Linked DNA regions of Mus musculus: region 2 is linked to region 1. Evidence: chromatin contacts called from public Hi-C data. All regions are on one chromosome and are shown on one strand. Each heading gives the region's core, a stretch centred on a gene start, on an enhancer-like site or on the middle of the called end of the contact. The rest is flanking DNA. Distances are from core to core; before and after follow the strand shown.

Region 1 (4,842 bases), core at 906-3,405:
GCAAAGTATTCTAACATTGAGATATGTCTCTAGGCCTTTACATTATTTTAAAAAGCAAGAGTCCTGCTATATTGCCTAGACAGGTCTCAAACTCTCCTACTTTGGCCTCCAGAATGGTACATACAAAGGCATAGCCTCAATGTGGTGCTCCCATCTCAAATATGTTCAGAAACAGACTGAGCTAGAAGTGTGGAAAATGAAAACCTGTAAAAATTCTCCTGGACTAAACCACAAAGCTTGGGGAATATTTTGGTAACAAAAATTATCTCTAAAATTATCATTATTATTATCAGCAGTAGTATTTAAAAAATATAACTCACCAAGCAAGCTATTATCCTTGCATGCTATAATGCCAACCGAACTGATAAAATAATGCCCATGGGTGCCATAGTGCATACTTACTTATGTAAGCAACTAACACTTTCTAACTGTATCTAAGGGCTACTCCAGGAGTGGAACCCATAGGTGGCACTGTTAGTGGGGTCAAAAACCCATGGCTAGACACGTGAGAGGCCCTAGGAGAGAACTTACTACTATTCTTCTGATAAATGGATATAGTATTAAGATCACTCTTAATGACTTATTGCTATTCTAGCAGATTAATGCATCTCTCAACACTCATCAAAGAAACTTCTTAAAGTAGATGGCAGTTGATACAGATACCCTCAACTTATCAATGTACAGAGAATTAGGGGACGGTGGAGTTCTGGGCCCTAAGTAGGATTTACATATCATGCCTCTCTCTCCAAGGCTCAAGGATCATTGAGGGCAGAAAGAGTATAAGCTCTGGAGGTGGTGGATAATACCATAGAAACAATGTTGAAGTGGAAATTTCTGGTTTCTTTGGAAACTCAGTTATGTCATATGATCTTTGGCTGGGGTAGACAGGTGAAAGGATGTTTTTCTGAGGCAGACACAGGTAAAAGGTTGTTTTGCTAATGCAGACATGTGAAAGAATGTTGAAGCAGACATATGAAACAATGTTTTGCTTAAGCAGACACAGGTGAGAGGACAAGTGATGTTTAGAACGCATATAAATATGACCCCACAGAAAGTGGGAGGAGGCTCTGGTCTTGGTTCATCTTCTTCTGCCTTGCTAGTCTTTGCCAACTCTCTGGCATTGGTTCGCCTTGCATCATGTTGCTTATCTTTGCTTGTTGTGATTTTGTAGAGAGTAACTTAGCAGAGAACTTCTTGTGATATTCCGGCAGCTTCTTGTGGCTTTCATAGTCTCCAGCCCATTGGCGAGCCTAGAGGTTTCTTCCAGATGTAACTGTTGTTGCCGATACATGAAGCTGATGATTCATGTTGGTGTTTTTCTAGAGGACTGGACAACAAAGATCTAAATAGCTCCAAGGAACTATTTCTAAGCAGGTGCACCCCACCCCCCAGCCCCCACTCTGTTTTCTATTAACTTTTCTTTTCTACTACCTCTGGTAAGTGGTGGGCTAGAAGGGAGGTTAAAGCATTTAAGAACCCTTATTAAAGTAGTGTTTTTTTTTTTTAAATCTAAGTCTACACAGTATTCTTTGAACATAACAGGGCAGTGGCATGTATAAACTCACAGTGAGTTTGACAGTGTACAAAAGACCTGCACAAGCTCAAACAAACAAACAAGCAAGCAAGCAAACAAACAAAATCCCTATATAATAAAGGGGACACACATACATTCTCATCTCTTGATAAGGAGCTATTGGTATGTGATAGCTGATGAGAGAGGAAGGCTCAATTCACTTTAATGATGTGGCTCCTGGTAGGTTGGCCACCTTGCAGGGATAGTACAGCATACAGCTATACAAATTGGACTTGATAGAAAACAACAAAAGAAGAAGAAAAAAAACCTCAAGGTCGGTGAGTAGGGAAGTGGGTGTGGAGAAGGTGGTTATGGGACTCGGGGGAGGTGGCTGACATCATCAAGCTATGCATATGAAATTCTCAAAGAACTAATGGAAATACATAAAAAAGAAAAAATTCATAAGAAAATGAAAGTGAACTCTCCAGCACTATTTACTCCCCCGTCTGTCCATGCTCTGCTTTTCCAGAATGTTGTTTTCTATGTTTTTAGATCTTTGGCAGACACTTTGGGTCTGAGAGCCAGCAGACACTTGCCCTTAACCTCCAGAGTCTTAAATTAGGAACTGGTGGGAGAGTCTGGTGTTCACGCTCCTGTGAGGTCTCTGGTCATAAGCCTCCATGGCTGCATCAGCTAAACATTCCCACACCCAAGGCTCAGGGATCATTGTGGAAAAGTGGCAGGAAGACTGTAAGAGCCAGAGGGTCAGAGAGTTTGCTGTGAGATTGTGCCTCCAAGTAACACTAAAAGATATACGATTAAGTCTCACTAACATGATGCCCAAACATGAGCTGACATGAGGATGTCAGTGAACATGTCGTGTGAGATGGGGAAAAACCCATGAGGCCTCAGTCCTGCAGATGAACTACAGGTACATCAGGCAGAGTTCTCTCGAGGAACAGAACATATAGAGTCAATCTGTTTGTCTGACCATCTCTCTATCATCTATCATCTCATCTCCCTGTATAATCTTTCTCACACACGCTTAGTAGGCGAACCATTCTGACATGGAGAAGGAGGGAAACAGCTTGGTGCTCCTTCTGGTGGGTCCTCTAAGAACCACTTCTGGAACTTTGGGAAAGGTCCACAGAGACACACGCAAACCATCTGGTAAGGAATACATCCATCCAGCATTTCTGCACAGGGCTCAAAGGCACACTTGCCACCAGCGTCTTCCCCTTTAAGTGTTATGAGCTTTTAGGGTTTGAATTAAGGTTATGTGAAGATATAATGAATTTGTGACTTCAGTGTGGGGATACCCAATGCGGATGCTTCTCAAGGAGGGAATTTGGAATGCCAACAAGTGTAAGAGGGAACACAGAGATGCCTGCAACGTTCCTCGACTTTTAGAGAAGTGTTAGGGTGAATGATGTTTCCCATCCCTCAGATGTTTTTATGTAGACAAATGGCATGGCTGTGCTTTATATAACCTTGAGCACACAGGTCTGTGAAGCAGGTTTCTATGCTGAAGGTATCATCATAACAATGAGCCTTGTTGTGCAAATTGCACTCAAGTGTTCTGCTGCCTTGCGTCCCCTGGTTCCTGCTTCAGTTCTTTCAGCATTAATCAGGAGAGGCAGCTTGGCCATCCTCCCACAGCTAGTGCCAAATGTGGGGCCCTCAGAGGATGTCAGAGGTGTAAGTAACCCAGAAAGTCTTATGTGGGATCCTTGCCAAGATGCCAGGGACACAAATTTGGGACAAACTGAAACTAAGCAGGAAGGATATTTACATTTACTGCTTGCTATGTATGCTCTGTAGGTCAGGAGCATGCTCATCTAAGCAAGATTTTCAGATACTGCATAAATATATGAAGAAGCTCTGTTATTGACTTCCTCCCTTGGGCACCCTGAGAGATCAGGAATGACAGGAGGTTCTAAAAGCCTTTCGTAGGTGCATCTGCAAAGGGGAGTATTACCCATTAAAGTCTTCTCTCTGTCATTCTTTCACCTTGGGGTTCAGCAACTGCAAAGGACTCCTACCCTGTCGGTACAAGGGGGAATTATGGGACAGCTCCTTCAGAATGGAAACAAGAAGTTATTAAACTTCTGGATCCTCCTATTCCCAGTCTCTTGGCTCTCTTGATGGTTCAGAAGATGAGGCTCTCTGCTAACCATCTCTCTGTATCTCTATGAGTTGGTACTTCTGTATTAGCCCAGGGGATTTGGTTAATTCATAGGAAGGGAAGCTTGAGGCATTTCTAAACAACACCCCATTTTAAGCCCCATTGCATTTCTTTACACAGAGTTGATGATATTCCTGAGTGAGGAATACGTGGAAAATATGAGCCTATTCTCTATACGACACTCAGGGACTTTAAACAAACATCTAATCATACAGAGCTATATCTCTATATACTATAGCTGAAACAGAGTACCTAATATCTCATGACTGGGACAAGCTGGTCAAGACTGTTTAAAACCTGAATTGAAAATTTCCATCTATTCAGGACATGATATGACTGTTTCTTTTCTTTCTTTCTTTCTTTCTTTTTTTTTTTAAGATTTATTTATTACATGTAAGTACACTGTAGCTGTCTTCAGACACTCCAGAAGAGGGCATCAGATCTTGTTACAGATGGTTGTAAGCCACCATATGGTTGCTGGGATTTGAACTCAGGACCTTCGGAAGAACGGTTGGTGCTCTTAACCACTGAGCCATCTCTCCAGCCCCGACATGACTGTTTCTTGATCTGCTCTCTAAAAGATATTATTAGAGATGCTAGCCTTTGACAGTTCTTATCACATGAAAAACTTAACTGTGTGTGGCTGGTCCCTTTTCTGCTGGAACCATACTTTTCTTTTTCTTTGAGGCAATTTTTTGGGTTTACATGCCATTGAACATGTGTTTTCCTACTTCCTGACATCCTATTGGATTATGCATAGAAATGTAGAGACCTTCTCACTGGTTGGGATGACCATCTAATTAGGCCTGTCTTTACTACAGCTATGGCAGCTGCTTTTCCTCTGTCTGCACTGGGCCTACTGTAGACCTTCAGCAGTAGACTACAAAACTGGTCTGTGCTATTAATAAAATAATTAATAAAATAATATTACATCCCAAATATTAGGAGAGTTAAAGAAGACACTGAGAGAAGTTAAAACAGCCTTATTACAAAACTGGGTGGCATTAGATTATCTTTTATTAAAAGAGCATTTGAGATAGGAACAATGATCCGGCCTATATTGTTTGAACTTATCTGACTACTGTCAGCAAGAAAACACTCAACAAGAACACTTATGAGAAACTGTTCGACATCTTTCACAATC
Region 2 (4,842 bases), core at 1,617-4,116, 240 kb before region 1:
TGGAAGGAAAGCTTCCTTCTTAATCATAAGGCATTATAGAGTGGAGAAGGCCCTGTGTTTCCACACTCCCAAGGCTGTCAGCAAGAAAGGCTGCAGTCTGGGATCCTACGGTCTGGGAAGGCAGAGCTGATTGCCTTCTCTCTCTCTCTCTCTCTCTCTCTCTCTCTCTCTCTCTCAGTCTCTCTCTCAGTGTTTTTCTGACACTAATTTCTGCCCTGGCCACCCCGGAAGGCTGTTCCACCCTATGTCATGTTCCAGATTATATCAATTATGTATGTGAGTGTATGTGGGGGCGCATGCATGCCAGTGAGTGTGCTCTCCCGTAGGTGCTTGTGGAGGCCAGAGGCCAGTCTCAGACATCACTCCTGAGGATCGTCCACCTTTCTTTCTCTCTCTCTCTTTCTCTCTCTCTCTCTCTCTCTCTCTCTCTCTCTCTCTCTCTTTCTTTCTTTCTTTCTTTCTTTCTTTCAGCAGGGTCTCATCTGGAGCTCAGCAATTAGGCCAGGCAGGCCAGCCAGTGATTTCTGCTGTTCCTGCCTTTCTGGTACCAGCTTTACAAGTGTATCCCATCATACCTGTTTATTTACATTTATTTTGTGGTATAGGTGTATGTGTGCGTGCGTGCGTGTGTGCGTGCGTGCGTGCGTGCGTGCGTGTGTGTGTGCGTGTGCATGCATACCTGTGCATGTGCCTGTGCGTGTGTGTGTGTGTGTGTGTGTGTGTATGTTCATGTGAGTGTGAAGGCTAGGTTTTCCTTGAGTGTCTTCTTCAATTACTTTCCACTTTCATTTTTGAGACAGGGTCTCTCATGGAACATAGTTCTGCTAGGCTGGCTGGCCATGTACTCTGGGGATACACCTCTACCCTCCAGCCTCCCCTGCCCCCGTCACCTTATAACCAGGTGCCCCATTCCCAGGTGCAGCATTGCACCAGCTGCACCAGGACGCCTGGCCTATCACGTGGTGCTGGGATCTGAACTTGGCTTCTCTCTTGGTGAGACGGGTGCTCTCCCGACAGAGCCATCTCTCTCTATCCCAACCCTTCTACTTTTAGAATCTAACCCAAATCATCTGCTTGGGTATAAGAACTGCAGACTCTGGGGTACAGCTCAGCCATGGGGACCCCACTTCCATTCTCAGCACTGGCAAAATGTAGAGCATACCAAAGCAACCCTTCTGATACCACGGAGCCTGAGGACCAGCACAAGGCTTCCAGAGGTGGAGTCTCGATGCCACTGGCACAGGAGCGACTTCTTTGCGTGAAGACAGAGAGAGTCTTGGTGCCCATCATGACTGGCTAAACTGGGCAGTACAAGCCTAGCATCCACCTCTAAGGTCCTGGTCCTGGGGCTTCTGAGCTCCCAGGCTGGTGGCCTCTCCTCTTTTGGAACAGCATCTGTTTTTGTGGAATGAAAACAGTCCCAGAATAGCAGCCTGCTTCTCTCTCCTGTTCAAAACGACCCAGGGATGTCATTAGCTACTCATGGCGGTTGATGAGTTTGGGGGTGTCTGCTCCTCCTCACGGATCAAGGCTATGGAAGTACTCAATATCTGTTTACTCTCCAGGCAGTGGGGGAAAATTACGGGAAGGGCGATCATTTCTGTTTTGAAGAGACTTCCAAGAAGACCTCTTTGTATGTTGTTTGCTTCGCCGTCGTCTCTTACTCTTGTAGACTCCATGGTCACCAGGGAGACTTCTAAGTGTAATTATTAAAGAGAACAGACATACACTAGGCAAAATGTTAGGGGTTTTAAAAAAGTGTGCCTGTGTTTTTGTGTGTGTGAACGTTGGATGACAAAACCTATTTATTCTTTTTCTTCTAAGTTTTTAAACATTTAAATTATATACGTGTGTATCTCTGGGGATGGGGTATGCACACACGAGTGCAGGTGTCTGCTGCTGCCAGAGATGTCGTCTGGGTCTGGAGCCACAGGCAGCTGCCACAGGGAAATCCCTGAGCCATCCGTCTCTCCAGTCCTCCATTTTCAATTCATCTTCCTGTCCTCTTTCTCCCCTTCCTTCCCCTCCTTTTGTTTTATAAAACAGGGTCTCCCTCAATATGTAGCCTGGGCTAGCCTCAAACTCAAAATCCTCCTGCCTTAGCTTCTCAAGAGCTTGAATTGCAAGTACCTGTTGCTATGCCCTGCTCTACATAGTTCTTAGGTAGTTCAGTTTTCTCAGTGCCCTTCATATTTTTCAGCCCGTCTACTCAGATAGGAGTCTAAAGCACACAGTGTTGTGTAAGAGGCCGGCAGCGGATGAAGCCATTAACACCACCTTCTGGATTTGCATTTTGATAAGATTGAAAACTAAGTGTGGTTGTTATGCTCCACTAATGGAATTTCAAGACAGCATGGGGGGGGGGGGTGTGGAGTCCCAGTGCTCGCCAGTGCACACTAAGGGTTGTGAGCCTGCAGCTGTGCCAATGCGGAAACCTGTCCTACCAGAACAGCTGCGGTCAAAATGAGCAGAGTCCCACCAATTCTGCCCGCGTCAATGAATTTCTTAATGGCTTGCTCTACTTAGAGTCTCATCACACTGCCAACATGCAGATGCAGACACAGAGAACTTTGTTTCAGCTCCTAGTTGGAGAGGGTCATAGCTTGTGGTGAGTTCTTGCCAGCTGTAGTCAGCACACTGGTAGATCAGAGAACACAAAACCGGGCCCAGGCTAGACCCTTCAAAGGCTCCCCCTCAGTGACCTACGCTGACCAGACAGGCCCCACCCCTTAAAGGCTCCACAGGCCCCACCCCCACACTCCAGCTGGGGAACATGAAAACCATTTGGTGGGGACAGCTCATACTCAGTCACCACAGGGAAGCAGTCCCATTTGCAGCGTGGTACTCACACTCTGACCTCACAGGAAGACGTGGTGGGCATGGGTGCTCTGGCCACTCTCAGGGTTCCTGAGTCAGCGAGCCCCGAGTTCAGCCTGGAGACTGCTTTTCCAACTAGTTCCCACGTCATGTCGTCATCATCTCGGTCTGAGAGCCCTTAGCTCATGGGGGCTCCTTTGTTTTGCTTGCTCTCCAGAACACTGTGGACGAACTCCTATGATTCATCTCTCACGTTTAATGAACGGGTTTTGCTTTTTGAAGAAGGGGAAGACTTTAGTCATGTTTTATCATCAAAATCTATGGTCTTGGTTGTTTAGCTCCTGTCCTTTTTTTCTGTCTGAAAATGCTTCGAGATGTTTATGATAATAACGAGAGGAGGCTGGAGGTCAACTCTGAGTATCAGTCTTCCGGGATCATCTGCTTTGGATTGGAAACAGGCTCTCTCACTTGGCCTGGGAATGGCCATTTAGATTAGGCCGGCTGGCCAGTGAATGCTGGAGACCTGCTGGTCTCTGTTTATGAGTGACTGCCAGACGCACCAGTCTCTTTATGTGGATTCTGGGAGAGAACTCAGGTTTTTCTGCTTACATGGCAGGCGCTCAGCTCCAACTTTACCATGACTGTTGAAATGTAGAAAAACTCAAGAGTTGGGAATGTAGCATGAAAAATGCTTCAGGTTCTGGCTCCAACACTGAAAGAGAGAGAGAGAGATGGGGGTGGGGGGGGGGAGAGAAGGACACACAGAGACAGAGACACAGAGAGAGACAGAGAAGGACATGAAGAGAGAGAGAGACAGACAGACAGAGAGGGACAGAGAAAGACAGAGCGAGAAGAAAGTTCCAGTCTTAGGAAAGAGGTAGTACTATGGGTAAAATGAATAAAACTGTAAAAACTCAAGAAACTGAAGGGACAGATAAACAGGCAATAGAGGGATTGATGCTTTTCTCAAAACGGGAATTTCTCAAGTCAATGGTGACTCTCTGGCACCTCAAAGCAAACTGGTTTGGTGCAGCCAATAAGTGTTACCTTCCAAATATAAAAAGTTAATGAGAAGAGTCAGACTTGGAGATGTTTCATAAAAATCAGGATTCTCCTACAAATAAGTAGAAATTGTACAGTGAAATCTCCATGTTGTCTCTCTGCCTAGCCATAGAGCCTTGGTTTCTTCATCTGTAAGGAGAACGTTCCAAACGAAGCCCAACCTTACACCTAGGCATTTGCTGGCTCACTAGTGGCGTATTCAGAGGCTCACGTCAACGTGGACTCACTCTAATTGCTGCGGTGGTCCTTGGACCTGCAGGCTGGCCTTTGCCCCTTTGCATTAAACGTAAGCAACATCCAAAGACAAATGGGATGACAAAGGATGGAGCAGTTAACCATGTCATAACAAGGACAGTTACACAGAATATGCCTGTGCAACATGCAGTGACATCAAGGTGCCCCCTTCTCAAAACCTAAAACCTACAGCCCCTGAACAGGGGCTCCCGACCTAGCTGCTGAGACAGGGTTGCCCGTTTTCCTAGAGGATTTGGAGCAGCTTTCTGAGATCACGCTATTGTAAACGCCTCCCAGTTCAGCATCACAGTGTGGTCCCGCCCATCTTTTTCTGCTGAGCATCCTACACACTTAAACTTATCCCTGCTCCTGTCCCACCCCACCCCACCCCACCCCACCCCTGCCTCGTTGTCTCATGGCTACTCTCTCCCCTCCCACCGCTCTCATTCCTCAGTTTCCGGTTTGTTTGTGCTTCCTCCTTAGCTGCAAGTCCCGTGACGTCACTTCCTGTTGTACAGGCGGTTTCCTGTTTGTGGAGCGAAGGGAAGACTGGAGTAAGCTGAGAGGAGCTTGGGGAACCTCACTAAGAGTACAGTCAACACTAAATACAACTCAGACTTCTGGCATAAGTAGGGGGTGGCAAGAGCCACTTAAAAATAAAACCAAGGGTCTGCTTATTCATAGACATCTAAGCGGTCTGCAGCAAATTGCCTGGGGCAAAGGACTTGT

What was found. Hi-C and Micro-C count contacts between places; a contact is called where the count stands out from the background.
Region 2: a contact with region 1 is called in a Hi-C map of uterus, with 4 times the contacts expected there. The contact joins two enhancer-like sites. A contact is called at or near these places in 3 of 15 datasets of contacts at CTCF or cohesin (embryonic stem cells and stem cell-derived epiblast-like cells), 23 of 484 Hi-C or Micro-C datasets (the HL-1 cell line, differentiating embryonic stem cells, embryonic stem cells and 5 more) and 1 of 115 datasets of contacts at active chromatin or transcription factors (embryonic stem cells).

What each region holds. Positions count from the first base shown.
Region 1 is chr8:24,282,429-24,287,270 of GRCm38.p6, reverse strand. No RefSeq gene overlaps it. Among named protein-coding and RNA genes, the nearest start is that of Gm30633, 97 kb to the left of the region's middle. Within about 2 kb of position 2,155, at least 4 of the 459 cell types and tissues checked have an H3K27ac peak or open chromatin away from gene starts, as enhancers often do. A contact at or near this core is called in uterus, where this site is marked.
Region 2 is chr8:24,519,240-24,524,081 of GRCm38.p6, reverse strand. No RefSeq gene overlaps it. Among named protein-coding and RNA genes, the nearest start is that of 9130214F15Rik, 19 kb to the right of the region's middle. Within about 2 kb of position 2,866, at least 45 of the 459 cell types and tissues checked have an H3K27ac peak or open chromatin away from gene starts, as enhancers often do. A contact at or near this core is called in uterus, where this site is marked.